Regions from separate parts of the Zea mays genome. Here region 1 is linked to region 2. A link is a contact called in public Hi-C data. All regions are on one chromosome and are shown on one strand. Each heading gives the region's core, a stretch centred on a gene start, on an enhancer-like site or on the middle of the called end of the contact. The rest is flanking DNA. Distances are from core to core; before and after follow the strand shown. Region 1 has its middle 110 kb from the start of LOC103638455. Region 2 holds the start of LOC100191991 (serine/threonine protein phosphatase regulatory subunit Bbeta isoform).

Evidence for each region. Hi-C and Micro-C count contacts between places; a contact is called where the count stands out from the background.
Region 1: a contact with region 2 is called in a Hi-C map of leaf, with 4 times the contacts expected there. The contact joins the enhancer-like site here to the promoter of LOC100191991 in region 2. A contact is called at or near these places in 10 of 25 Hi-C or Micro-C datasets (ear, endosperm, leaf and 3 more) and 1 of 3 datasets of contacts at active chromatin or transcription factors (leaf).

The regions. Positions count from the first base shown.
Region 1 is chr9:74,662,693-74,668,836 of Zm-B73-REFERENCE-NAM-5.0, forward strand. No RefSeq gene overlaps it. Among protein-coding and RNA genes, the nearest start is that of LOC103638455, 110 kb to the left of the region's middle. Within about 2 kb of position 1,954, at least 17 of the 20 cell types and tissues checked have an H3K27ac peak or open chromatin away from gene starts, as enhancers often do. A contact at or near this core is called in ear, endosperm, leaf and 2 more, where this site is marked.
Region 2 is chr9:74,450,984-74,457,059 of Zm-B73-REFERENCE-NAM-5.0, forward strand. LOC100191991 (serine/threonine protein phosphatase regulatory subunit Bbeta isoform) reads right to left here and starts at 2,964. Exons shown (of 14, transcript NM_001137415.1): 1 at 2,570-2,964; 2 at 1,194-1,297; 3 at 1,024-1,119; 4 at 607-726; 5 at 1-165. The coding sequence starts at 2,681.

The sequences.
Region 1 (6,144 bases), core at 704-3,203, 210 kb after region 2:
AGAGTCATTTGAAAAGAAATCAATGAGCACCTCAACACCATAAAGTCCAAAAAAAACTTATTTAGTTCCAATAAAATGTAGCTTTAATTTTCCTAGACAACAAGAGGAAATTCATAGACAGACAATACAATATGGATCCAACATCTAGTTCTAAATAAACTAAACTAAATAGAAGGTCATTTTCCTAGACATCCAGCTATAAAAGCTCATTTTGCACTTCTTACATTGCTGGTAGGAAAAATGGATATTTGGAGTAACTAATAGGAGAAAGCATATTTAAGGGAATGACTATACTAAATAGAAGGTATATATTTAGCAGTATAACCTTTTTGAAGGAGACCCGATTAAGGCCATAATAGTCTTTCCTTTAAGCTTACTGGTGGTCTTCGTTTGGTCCGTAAACTGTTAAGGATAAGAATACTTTGTTGTTATGTAGTTAGTTACTTTATTTATATAACACTATTTTTTATTAAATGGCCATATGTGTTTCTATACAGAAAGGATGCATACTCTTACGTTTGTAAAGTTCAATACTAACCTTTACAAAGTCTTCATGGAGTGAACAACTTTCAGCAACAAATGAGTCCACCAATGTTGTCGCATTTCACTCTTCCCATAATTTCCATGCCTAGAAAAATGTAAATATTTTTTTTGTATCAAATTAATATATTTTTGTTTATGTTTATTGAAAACTTGAGCATTCTAGAGTAATTACATAAGCTATAATGTTTGGAAAGTCCATTATGAATTGAGTTGTGATAATCGTCAAACCACTAAAAATGTTAAAATTGGTGAAATAGGCACCATCTCCTTCCATTACTGAAATAACATGCAAAAGAATCAAGCGCCTATGACCTGAGCTTACTTATATACATAATTGCATGAATTATGAGAACTTACTGCTGAATATATTGCTGCCACCAAAACAAATTATAAAGAATTAATACAAGACATAAACCAAAAGAAGACTAATTTTCACATCAATATCCCTAATTTCCCCAAAAACAAAAGATCGCATAGGACCTCCGAATCAATCAGAACCTAACCACAAAAATTGCCCTGTCCTGAATCGTCTCCAAAGGTCCCTGCCCTGAATCGTCTCCGCATGCATATTTCACCTCATATACCAACACAAAGTAGCAGTTTGCAAGGAGTAGTAGAGTGGCGAACCTGTAGGGCGTCGCCCTGAGCTTGTCGCCGACAGGGCTTAGGGCCACCAACTTCACGCTCTCTTGGTTTGTGCAGGGCCACTAGCTCAGCGTCTCCTAGTTTGCCCATGGGGAAGGCTTTTCCCTGCTACATCCACCAAAGGTGTCGGACAAGACGACAACACATGTTGCAGCACGATGGGAGCAACAAAGACACATTCCTCGTCTTGGGGTGCCGAGAGAACTAGGGCGCGAAATAGTGGCGCCAACCTCGATTTGGCTATAAAACTGGATTTGGTTGTAAAACTGGCGAGCGAATGCATTTCAGTCCTGTCTCTGTTCCTACATGTGGGAGGAGAATAGGTTTACATAGAAAATTTGTAAATTTAGAAACATGATATAAGTAATTGTGATAGTGTTAACTTTGCCCATGGTGATGGATATCACAAAAGGGAAAAAAGAAAACACATTTAATTATGATTATATATTTTATACTGCCAGTGACCATATCTATTATAGTTAGTAGATAGTTATTTTAAAAATAATAAATTAGGAAAATGTTATATGTCTTTTAATATAGGCAAATAATTACATGTCTCCAAACAATACATGCAAATCAAAATATACCTTTAAAACAAATATGCTAAAAGCCGAGTCCGGAAAAATGTATATATGATATTTATTTACAGCATACTCAGAGCCTCAACGGTCAAAGTGTACAGCGGAAAATGTGCTCTTGACCGGCGGTAGATATACGAGGACGCTTGGCCTGTCGGTTTCAGCTTCCCCCGTTAGCTGGACTGGATCGTAATAATCGGAAACTTGTCAGGGCTAAAACGCAGGTAGCGCTGCGCTGCTGAAGACGCTCGGTTTATAAGCGAAGGCCAAAAACTCCAAGATGCGAAGGTGGGAAAGCAAGCAAGCGGCGGCCGGAGCATCTTGGAGACAGGAAGAAGGGGTGGTAGTAGGTGAAACCGGAGGCGGCAGGATAGGGAGAGGGAGCGAGAGTAGAGGCCACGCCTGCTTGACAGCAAGGCCCGTGCGCTCGGCGGCGGCGGCGGCGGATATGGGCGACTCTGGCGGCTCTGTTGTGTCGGTGGACGTCGAGCGCATCTCCTTCGGCGGCAAGGTTCGGGCAGCACCCTACTCTCCCTTGCTTTCTTCGCTGCTACGGTTGATTTCTGTTCTTCGGGAGGGCAGGGAAGGGAGATGGCGCGCAGGGTAGCTTGGATTGGACAGCCGGAAGATGCGAAGTTGATGTGCTGGGGTTTAGTTCGGTTTCGATTTAGTTCTTTGCGTAGGCTTAGTTGTTGCAGGGGGGTGGGTGGGGCAACATTTCCTTATTTTCATTAACCGTGCTTGCTTATTTTGGGTGCATTATAGTATTGGTTTCAGATTTGAGCCTTGTTTTCTTGTAGGATTTAACATGTCTTGTTTGTTGAACCAGAATTCGGCTTACCATAGTTTTGATTTAAAGTTCGACCACCTAGATTGTAACTTTGAGGCGCACTTGCTTCTTGATTCGTGTTAATTTTTGCTCGGAATTTTGCAGTTCTTCCCGCTTTGCCTTTTTTTCCCTGCTGCTTCCCGAGATACGTCATCATTTGCTAGACCTGGCCTGTTACTTGCTTCAGTGTCTGCTGAATTGACAGCCATCGTGTATCATCGGTGCTATGTTTTTTTTGTTGCATTCTCAAGTGGGTGCTGGCTTCCACCTGCCTTTGCCCATGCTGATTTCTTTTCGACGGTTTATGGTCCTCGTTTGGTCATGTGGTCCTATATGAGTTTGTTTATCTTGCAGATGACTTTAATAAGTAATCAGTCGCTTGCTTTGTGCGTGCTTATCACCAGAAGAAAAGAAACCATAAATATGTGATTTTGAGACTTTTGGGTTGTAGCTTGGGTGTCCTAACTGCCCCCTTTATTTCTTTTTAATTAATTGCTATCACCATTTGTTTAACACTTTAGCTGGGCTTCCTAGCCATGTTCCATCCACTAAATCCTTCCTCGCTATGTGGAAGAAACTTAAACTCTAGGCATGACTGCAAATTCATTTGGAGTAAGGCCTGATGGATTTAAAGCCCCCTTTTTTGTGAGTGTATGCTGTTCTAGCTTCGTTCATACATCGTGTGAGGAATGCAGAATACACACGCTGTTTGTGAAATCCAGTGCTACTAAATAGGTACCGTTTGGTTCACATGTTTGTAACGCAATGGGTAACTGATAACGTTAAATCATGTTTGTTTTAGTCCAACCGTAATCAGATACCATACTAAAAATTGATACCAGCCTATTCAAATTTGTTACCACTAGTAATCGATCGTAAACCATTACCATTTGCGTTACATTTTTTGAACCAAACAGCACTGGTCTTTCATATAGCTACAATACTGTGGTATCATTAGATAAACCACCCATCATTTGCTTGTATGTGGAAATAATTCTTGGAAATACCAGTGAAAAGGAAGTAGGGACAAAATCAGTATGTTAGTTGGGGGGGGTGACTGTCTAAGAACCAGTATGTTTGGCTAAGTTTTTGTATATCAAAATATGGAGTGTGAGACCCACTCCACTGATTAGCCGACAAAATTCTATACTTTGTGTCTGTAGCAGCCTGTTTTCTTCTAACTGGACTTCTCTTAGCCTTGTCCACATATGATCCTGGAGGCCTACATGGTAACTGTAGGATTTATGGTCCAATGGTTTGGATTGAAATTGCACTAACATACTGACAGGTTAGCTCTGTTATTAGAAACGACAATTGAGTGCACTATGGCTACGATGTTGTTGCCACATGTCATCATACATATCCTTCCTGTCGTAGAAAACTGCAGCTAGTTATATTTTACCTAGCGTATGCTTTTCTTGCTATTTATATTAGCTATTTGCTCGGCGAGGAATCACTTCTTATTGGTACTTAGTGCTGGGGGGTGGGGGGCAAATGGGCTGTCTAAGAACCAGTATGTTTGGCTAAGTTTTTGTTTATCAAAATATGGAGTGTGAGACCCACTCCACTGATTAGCCGACAAAATTCTATACTTTGTTGCATCTCACAACCACAGATGTCTGTAGCAGCCTGTTTTCTTCTAACTGGACTTCTCTTAGCCTTGTCCACATATGATCCTGGTGGCCTACATGGTAACTGTAGGATTTATGGTCCAATGGTTTGGATTGAAATTGCACTAACATACTGACAGGTTAGCTCTGTTATTAGAAACGACAATTGAGTGCACTATGGCTACGATGTTGTTGCCACATGTCATCATACATATCCTTCCTGTCGTAGAAAACTACAGCTAGTTATATTTTACCTAGCGTATGCTTTTCTTGCTATTTATATTAGCTATTTGCTTGGCGAGGAATCACTTCTTATTGGTACTTAGTGCTATATTTCCCCCTTTCTCTTAGGAATGTTGTCATGTGGGGACTCAAGTATGCCCGGCGCCGTACGGCTAGGGATGTATGGCGGGTGGCTGAGCGTGCGGCACAGGTACAAGCCGAGAAAAGCAACACGCTGGAAGCAACCGGCCTGGTTGGATAGGTCAGGTAACCGCCAGGAGAGAAGTTAGGAAAGATAAGGGTTAGTGTTAGCTTAGATCCTAAAGTGTTGGGGACTTGTTCTCAAATGCTAAGAGTTAAGAACAAGGCAACATGAAAAGTGTTAAATGTTAAAGTCCTTCGTCCTTATAAACATTATGTCCCTTCGGATATAATGAATTCTGGACGAAGGTTACAAGGGAAAAGACCTTCGTAAGTTCGATAGATGATGAAGAAGAACATATGTATGAAATACGAATAATAATACAGATATTATCATCAACTTATTTTTACTATCAAATTCATGAAAACAAATTATAAATGTACCTCCAGACTGATGAAAAGTAAAGGTACAGGCGTGATGCAAAAAGCGAATGCCAAGTCAGCCTGAACAGTACGTGAGTACTGTTCATCTATTTATAGGCACGGGACGCAGCCCGTGTAAAATTACATTAATGCCCTTTACATTTATCAATAACTCTATAGTAATCCTTCGAGGTCTAATTTGGCTTTTCATCTTTAAGTCGGTTCCCCTTTTCTGCTGTCACGCCGAAGCTTTTCTGCACATAGCTTCGTGATCGTCTTAACCTTCGTCATGATCGCCTTTCATCCCAATCAAGCTTGGTCTTGACCATGCTCTTGTATACCCGTAATCTGATTCCGAAGATAACTGCTCGCATACTTTACTTGGAAAACATTGTCAAATCATGTTTTTGAGGACCTTCGGAAGCCGAAGGCCCCCAACATAAAGTATAGGGCTGATTAGTTGGGGCCATGGGCCATATATATATATATATATCCATGTAAGCTGCACTTTGGAGGTCAAGAAAGATATTTGCTCTAATCTCCTATCTCCCTATCTTCAGTAAGCCTGTGGCCGAGGATTTACCTCGTCGGAGAAGACGGCCGGTGGCTACAAACTACGTAGCCACGGTCCAGCTACCTGAGGGTACACAACCCTTGACAACCTGGTATCACGATCCCGTCGATCCTCATCTCCACCACCAGCCGCCACTTCTCCACCACAAGCCGCTGCCCAATCTCCATCCTCCACCACAAGCAACACCGTTATTCCACTACCAGCAGCCACACATTCTCCATCATCCACCACCAGCAAAATGGGTGACGACATCAAGACAGCCTTGGAGACGCTCGTGATCAATATGCAGGCCCTGCAGACTGCCGTAAAGGCCAACGCCGCTGCGATCCAGGCTCTTGCTGCTGAGCGCTTAGCATCGTCCTCCAACGGACCCAGGTAGGGAACCAGCGAACACCACAACGACCGGCCGCCGCGGTTCCTAAAGATGGACTTCCCTCGTTACGACGGCAAGGCCGACCCCCTCCTCTTCATAAATCGCTGTGAATCTTACTTTTATCAACAACGAATTATGGAGGAGAAGGTGTGGATGGCGAGCTACAATTTGGAGGAGGGCGCGCGGATGTGGTTCATCCAAGTCCA
Region 2 (6,076 bases), core at 1,714-4,213:
AAATGTGAGATCATTATTCAGGCAACCAAGCATATCAGAGCATCCACCATTTGGAAGAGGTGCCTTAGAACTACTGGTACTTGCAATAGCAGTGGTACTACTTCCTGCACTTTGGGAACTGTCCAAATTCATGACTGCAAATCGTTTTACTTTCTTCTCTTGAACCTGTACAGTAATTAAAGCAATGAGTAAGCAAAGCAAAAAAAAACAGACTGCAATTGATAGAAGAAACAATTAAAAATGCAATGCAGTGGTGCCACATATAATTTAAACAAAATAACAGATTGTACACTTTTTTGTCCACAAAATTCAAAATGTAGTAATAAATTATATGATTGGTATCACGATCAAATTTATGTATTTAACAAGCCCAGTTTGGCATACATTTCAATAATTATTTTCTAGAAATGCCAAGACTTAGTTCAACATAAACCTCCACGACAATACCAAAAATGAGAAAAATTGGGGTGCTAATACTCAACAACTTACGCAGTTGCATTACATCAGGGCTAGATTTACACTAAAGATTTAAGTACGAGATTAGGATTAAAAATTGACGCTGTTAGAAAATTGGAAAGCACTTCTAGAAGTAACTTGCATCCATACCTTCCAGTATTTTATTGTTTTATCATTTGTAGACAAAAGGGAGAGAGCATTGTTGGCTGTCTGGCACCACTTGATCCTGTTGATCTTTTCCTCTATTTCCAAACTTTTGAGGTAGTCAAACTACAAGAATTACATAAAAAATAGGAACCCTGACATAACTTCAATCTACCATTAATTTTTGAAAGGAAACAAGAATAGCACATGGTACTGGCATACAGCAATGCTTGATTTTATGATCAGAACTGCATACTGCAATTATGAAACATAAACATAGTACTAAGGCCTATGCAAAATAAAAGTTATTTTTTCATTGGAGTTGTTATTAACATCACCAACTTCTCAGCTTTCTTGTATCAATACAACTATATGGCAATAGAGGAACCTCTAAAGAAAATGACAGAAAAACTGCTTATTAACCTCAGGTTCATGACTCTGAAATTCAGTTTTGTAGCGGAACTCTGGGTGTCTAGTAACTGGAACATCTTGTCTCTCCAGTTCTCTCTGGCTGGCATTCTGCTGGTATAACAACTTATTAGGGAAAAATATTAAAATCAAAACCAAGATAAGTTCATACATGTGGTGCTTACATCCCGAACATCTGTCCTTTCAAATAAAACCACACGTCCTCCTTTATCCCCAGTGGCAAGATGGTCACCAGATTTGTCAAATTCAATTGCAGATATGATGTCAACTGAAAACAAAGAAGAGTGTTAAATCAACATGCAAGGCGACATTCTACACTCACACGAAGTGAAATTCCTCACTTATTAAAGAGCAGAGCAGGTGTGGAAGGGAACTAGGTTTAGATGACAATATCAGTGTATGGTACATAGTTGACATCCTTCAAGTCCCGAACTAAAAAAAGGTTATTTATTGAATGATCAATAAGCCTAATTCATGATGTAAATCCTCAGTATAAAACAAAATCTCCATGTCATGCAAAGCATTATGTTCAACTCTAAAGTTTCCATACTAAGATGTCTAAGAAGCATCCACTGCTGCAACATAACCTCTCTTCCCAGACTATTCTGAAACCAAAGTTTCCATACTAAGAAACATCAGTCATCAGTTCCACACATTGAAAGCTACTATTTTTCTCTAAAGGAAATTATCAAACGAACACAACTGGACCAATGTGGCTCTGTGATATAAGGAATTTCACAGATGGACCACATATAGTGTCTCCATCCAGATAGCATATGTCCAAAACAATTAAAAGAGAATAAGGACCATGTGCCAATGGCAAATCATCCTTGCAGAACTTTAGACTGCAAGTTTCCTATAAGGCAACAAGCCAAAAGCAGATGCTGAACCACAAACAGACAAGAAACACATTACTTTTATAGACACTTATAAACTCTTCCAGTTTTTCATTTCATGAGATCAACCAACCTCTTAAGTTCAGTTCAAGTTTGCACTATGATACCACATGCTAATGAAACTCCTTAAGCAACATATATCCCACAAATTTGAAGCCAGAGGAGTTCACAAGCTCCAGAGCTTCTTACCACCTTTCTGCATTCTTTAAAACACAAAATAAAGACAACTATCTGTGACCACGTTACTCAAACCCCAGTCAGCCTAGCATCTGCCCGGTTAAGCCATCTGAAGGCTAAAAAGGATTGTGTTTGTAGCCAAACAAACTCTCGGAGTGCAGAAAATTGAGCTTCACGCTTCTCACAAGGCCCACTCTGCCAGTAGGACATCAAACTAACCCTCCGAATCCATTCTACACGCACCGTGGTAGTCCTACACGAACACGATCCAAAGCCATGACGGGGTCGCGCCATCATTGCTGTGCATTTCCTATAAGACATCAATCCTGCAGAACTCCAATCTCAACACTAGCCCTATTGATTCCCACCACTTCAGGGGGGGGGGGGGGGGGGGGGGGGCATCGGGGCAGCCAAGCCCAGAGCCTCCACAAATCGAGCGGATCTTGAGCTCATGCGCACGTGCGTACCTTCCTGGACGTCTTCGCCCGCGGCACGTTCGCCGAAGACCTGAGCGAACCGCCACTCCAGCGGCTGCGGCTGCGGCGCCTCGCCTTGGTCGCCGCGGCCTGGGGGATCCATGGCGGCCGTCCGTCACGCGATCGCGCCGCGCGGGCACCGCATCAGGGGCGCCCCGGATCCGGGACGGGGACGAAGGTTGCCGGGGAAGCTTCTGGAATACTGATCGTTGGGCGTTGGTTGGAGGTGGGGCAGACGGCGGCGGAGACGAGGAAGAATGGGAGATCGAGCGGAGATGGGAGAGGAGGGGTGTGGGGTGGGATGCGACCAGAGAGACGAAGTGATGTGGGCGAGGGGTGGAGCGACCGGGCGAGGTCTCCCTCCTCTGTCGCTCTGTGCGTCCTGCGTCTCCCTACTCTGGTGTGCTTGTGTTTGTGAACATATTTCTTTTGTGAAGTGACGTGGTGGGGCTTTTACGTTTGGACCATTGCGAAAGAACAAAATACTTTCCTTAGACCGTATGGAGCAATTCACTTACATATAGGGTGGTAATAGACTCTAGATTTTGCATTACAAACTTTTTAAAAATCAAATCTAATTAGGATCAAATCATATTCCTATTTATTTTGAACTAACATTATTTAAGGGTCCTAACTTTTTGAGAAAGATCTATGGATGATCCATTACCATCTCTACTTATATGTCACTCAAAACACTATTTTACAATATTTTGCATAGTACACTATACTATTTGTTGAGTGGAGTTTGAATATAGGGATAAAGATGAATAAGATGCTGATGATAGCCTTACACGGACTATTTGTTGAGTGGAGTTTGAATATAGGGGTAAAAATGAATAAGATGCTGATGATGGCCTTACACGGAGAATGTGAAAGAATTCGACTAATAGAATTCGACTATTGTATGTAACAGGCTCTAGCCATCACTAGGTCATGTCATCTCTAATTTTCAACATGTTGATTAAGGACCGTTCGTTTATCTCAGTTAAAGTTTAGCACTTATTATATCGAATGTTTAAATGTTATTTAGAAGTATTAAATATAATTTAATTATAAAACTAATTATACAGATAAAAACTAAACGACAAGACGAATCTATTGAGCCTAATTATTTCATGATTCGCTAATGTGATGCTATAGTAAATATTTGTTAATAATAAATTAATTAGGCTTTAAAATTTGTTTCATTATTTAGTCTTCATCTATATTTTTCAATTAAACTATATTTAGTACGTATATTTAACATTCAAACATTTGATGTGGTATGTAATAAACTGTAGTCCTTGAAACCAATCACCGTGTGGCAATATAAGTGTGGTATACAACTTATGCCAAAGAAATAAAACGTAAGTGATTCAACACATTTGCAAGAAAGGGAAAGTAGAGGAAACCTAGAAGATTGTAATCTTATTTGCTAATTTGCTATCAAGTCATTAAAGAAATTAGAACAAAGAAATGGGTCATTATAAATCCTACGGAATTCATATGGAATGGCTTGTTTCATTGGAACTATAAGAATCTATTTGATGTTGAACCCCATGGTAAACAGGTAAAGTTTCTTATGTCAAAATCTCTCCCAAAAAAATCATGTGTTTTATATGCTTCATCCAAACATGTCATCTTGTAGTTCTCTATAGTTTTTAAATTCATAGGATTCAAAACGTTACGACATTTTAGAGCACCTAAAGGAGGTGAATAGGTGATCCTGCAAAACTTGATTAAAACAACACAAACTTGGTCCAATTTATTGGTTAGAGAAACTAAAAACCGAGTTTGGATGAGAAGAGGAGAGAAAGAAAGACTATTCACTTGATTGCTCACTTGAGATGTGTTTTAAACTAGGAGCAATATGTAAGTGAAGCTCATGCTCAAGGAAGATGGAAATCGCAGTAAAGTAAATGGACGAGAGACACGGCGATTTTTCCCGTGTTTCGACCAAAGCCTACTCCACGTTATGGTGACCTCTTTCGGTCAAGGGTTGCACTCGACCCCTCTCAAGTGATCCAAAGATCAAACTTGAGTGCAATGGTGTTCTTCCTTATATCAATCTCGTTTGTGAGGAATCTCTACAAATTTGAGTCTCTCACGCCTTACACAAGTGATCAATAGCAAAATTGGAGTAAGGGGGAGTAAAAACACGCATACAAGAGCACAATCGCAACAACAACACACGCACAAGTGAAGAAAAGAGCATAAGAACAAGAACGACAGAGTTACAGCTCAAAAACGCGCTCAAATCTCTCAAACACTTCAAACAGCGTGGTCACAGAGTCTCGGAGTTATAGTGTTCTCTTAGAATGCTTGGTATGTTTCTGCATGGCGCCTAGTATGTCCTTTTATAGCCCCAAAGGGCCTAGAAGTCATTGAAGCTTCATTTGGAAGCTCCCAGTCTTCCCTGTCTATGTGTGCATTGGACTGTCCAGTGGCACACCGAACAGCTACAGTGCAACGACTACAACATCATTGATTGGGTGTTATCCTTCTCGGGTGGGCACGGGACTGTCTGGTGGGGTGCATCGGACTGTTCGGTGACCCACCTAGCCATTGGAACCTACTGAGGTGGATGATATTCGTTGGCTATTCATCACACCAGACTGTCCGGCGCTCTACCTGGACTGTCCAATGATTTATAGCCAAGGGGACCCGTCCGAACCCGAGAGCGGCCTCTTCGGCCGTACAATCGCCGAACTATCAGGTGTGTTGCATCGGACTGTCTGGTGCTGTGTAGACCAACCCATCTTCTCCTCTTTTGTGCCAAACTTCTTTGACTTCTTTTAGCTTCACTTGAGGTGATCCCTAGCACTTAGACAAATTTTGTAGCAACTAAATCAATTGACTAGTGATAGAATCATTCCTTTTTCTCATCTTTTCATAGGGGTTTGCAATATGTGCAAACTCAAGTCCAAATTCCACTTTACTTGCACATAGAAGTTAGTAGCCAAATAGCAATGCAAGAAACATAGTATAAAGTAAGTGCAACTTATTTAAACACTTAAACCTCTTGTTTTTGTGGTTTTCCGCAATGTTGCATCGGACTATCCGGTGCTATCCAGACCAGCCCATCTTCTACTCTTTTGTGCCAAACTTCTTTGAGGGTTTGCAATATGTGCAAACTCAAGTCCAAATGCCACTTTACTTGCACATAAAAGTTAGTAACCAAATAGCAATGCAAGAAACATAGTATACAGTAAGTGCAACTTATTTAAACACTTAAATCTCCTGATTTTGTAGTTTTGCACAAGGTTGCATTTTTTGTCTTTTAATCCAACTCATTTGGACTTTGCATTTTCAATTTGCTTAATTAGAACATATGCTCATGCTCATACCAAGATGATTAGTTTATAGTGGTGTGTTGGGCAGTTAATCACCAAAACATTTAGAAATAGCCCAAAGGCACATTTCCCTTTCAATCTCTCCCTTTTTGGTGATTTATGCCAACACACCTTAAAAGCAACTCAAAATTTAATCTCCCCTTCTGGGCAGCACCGGACAATCCGA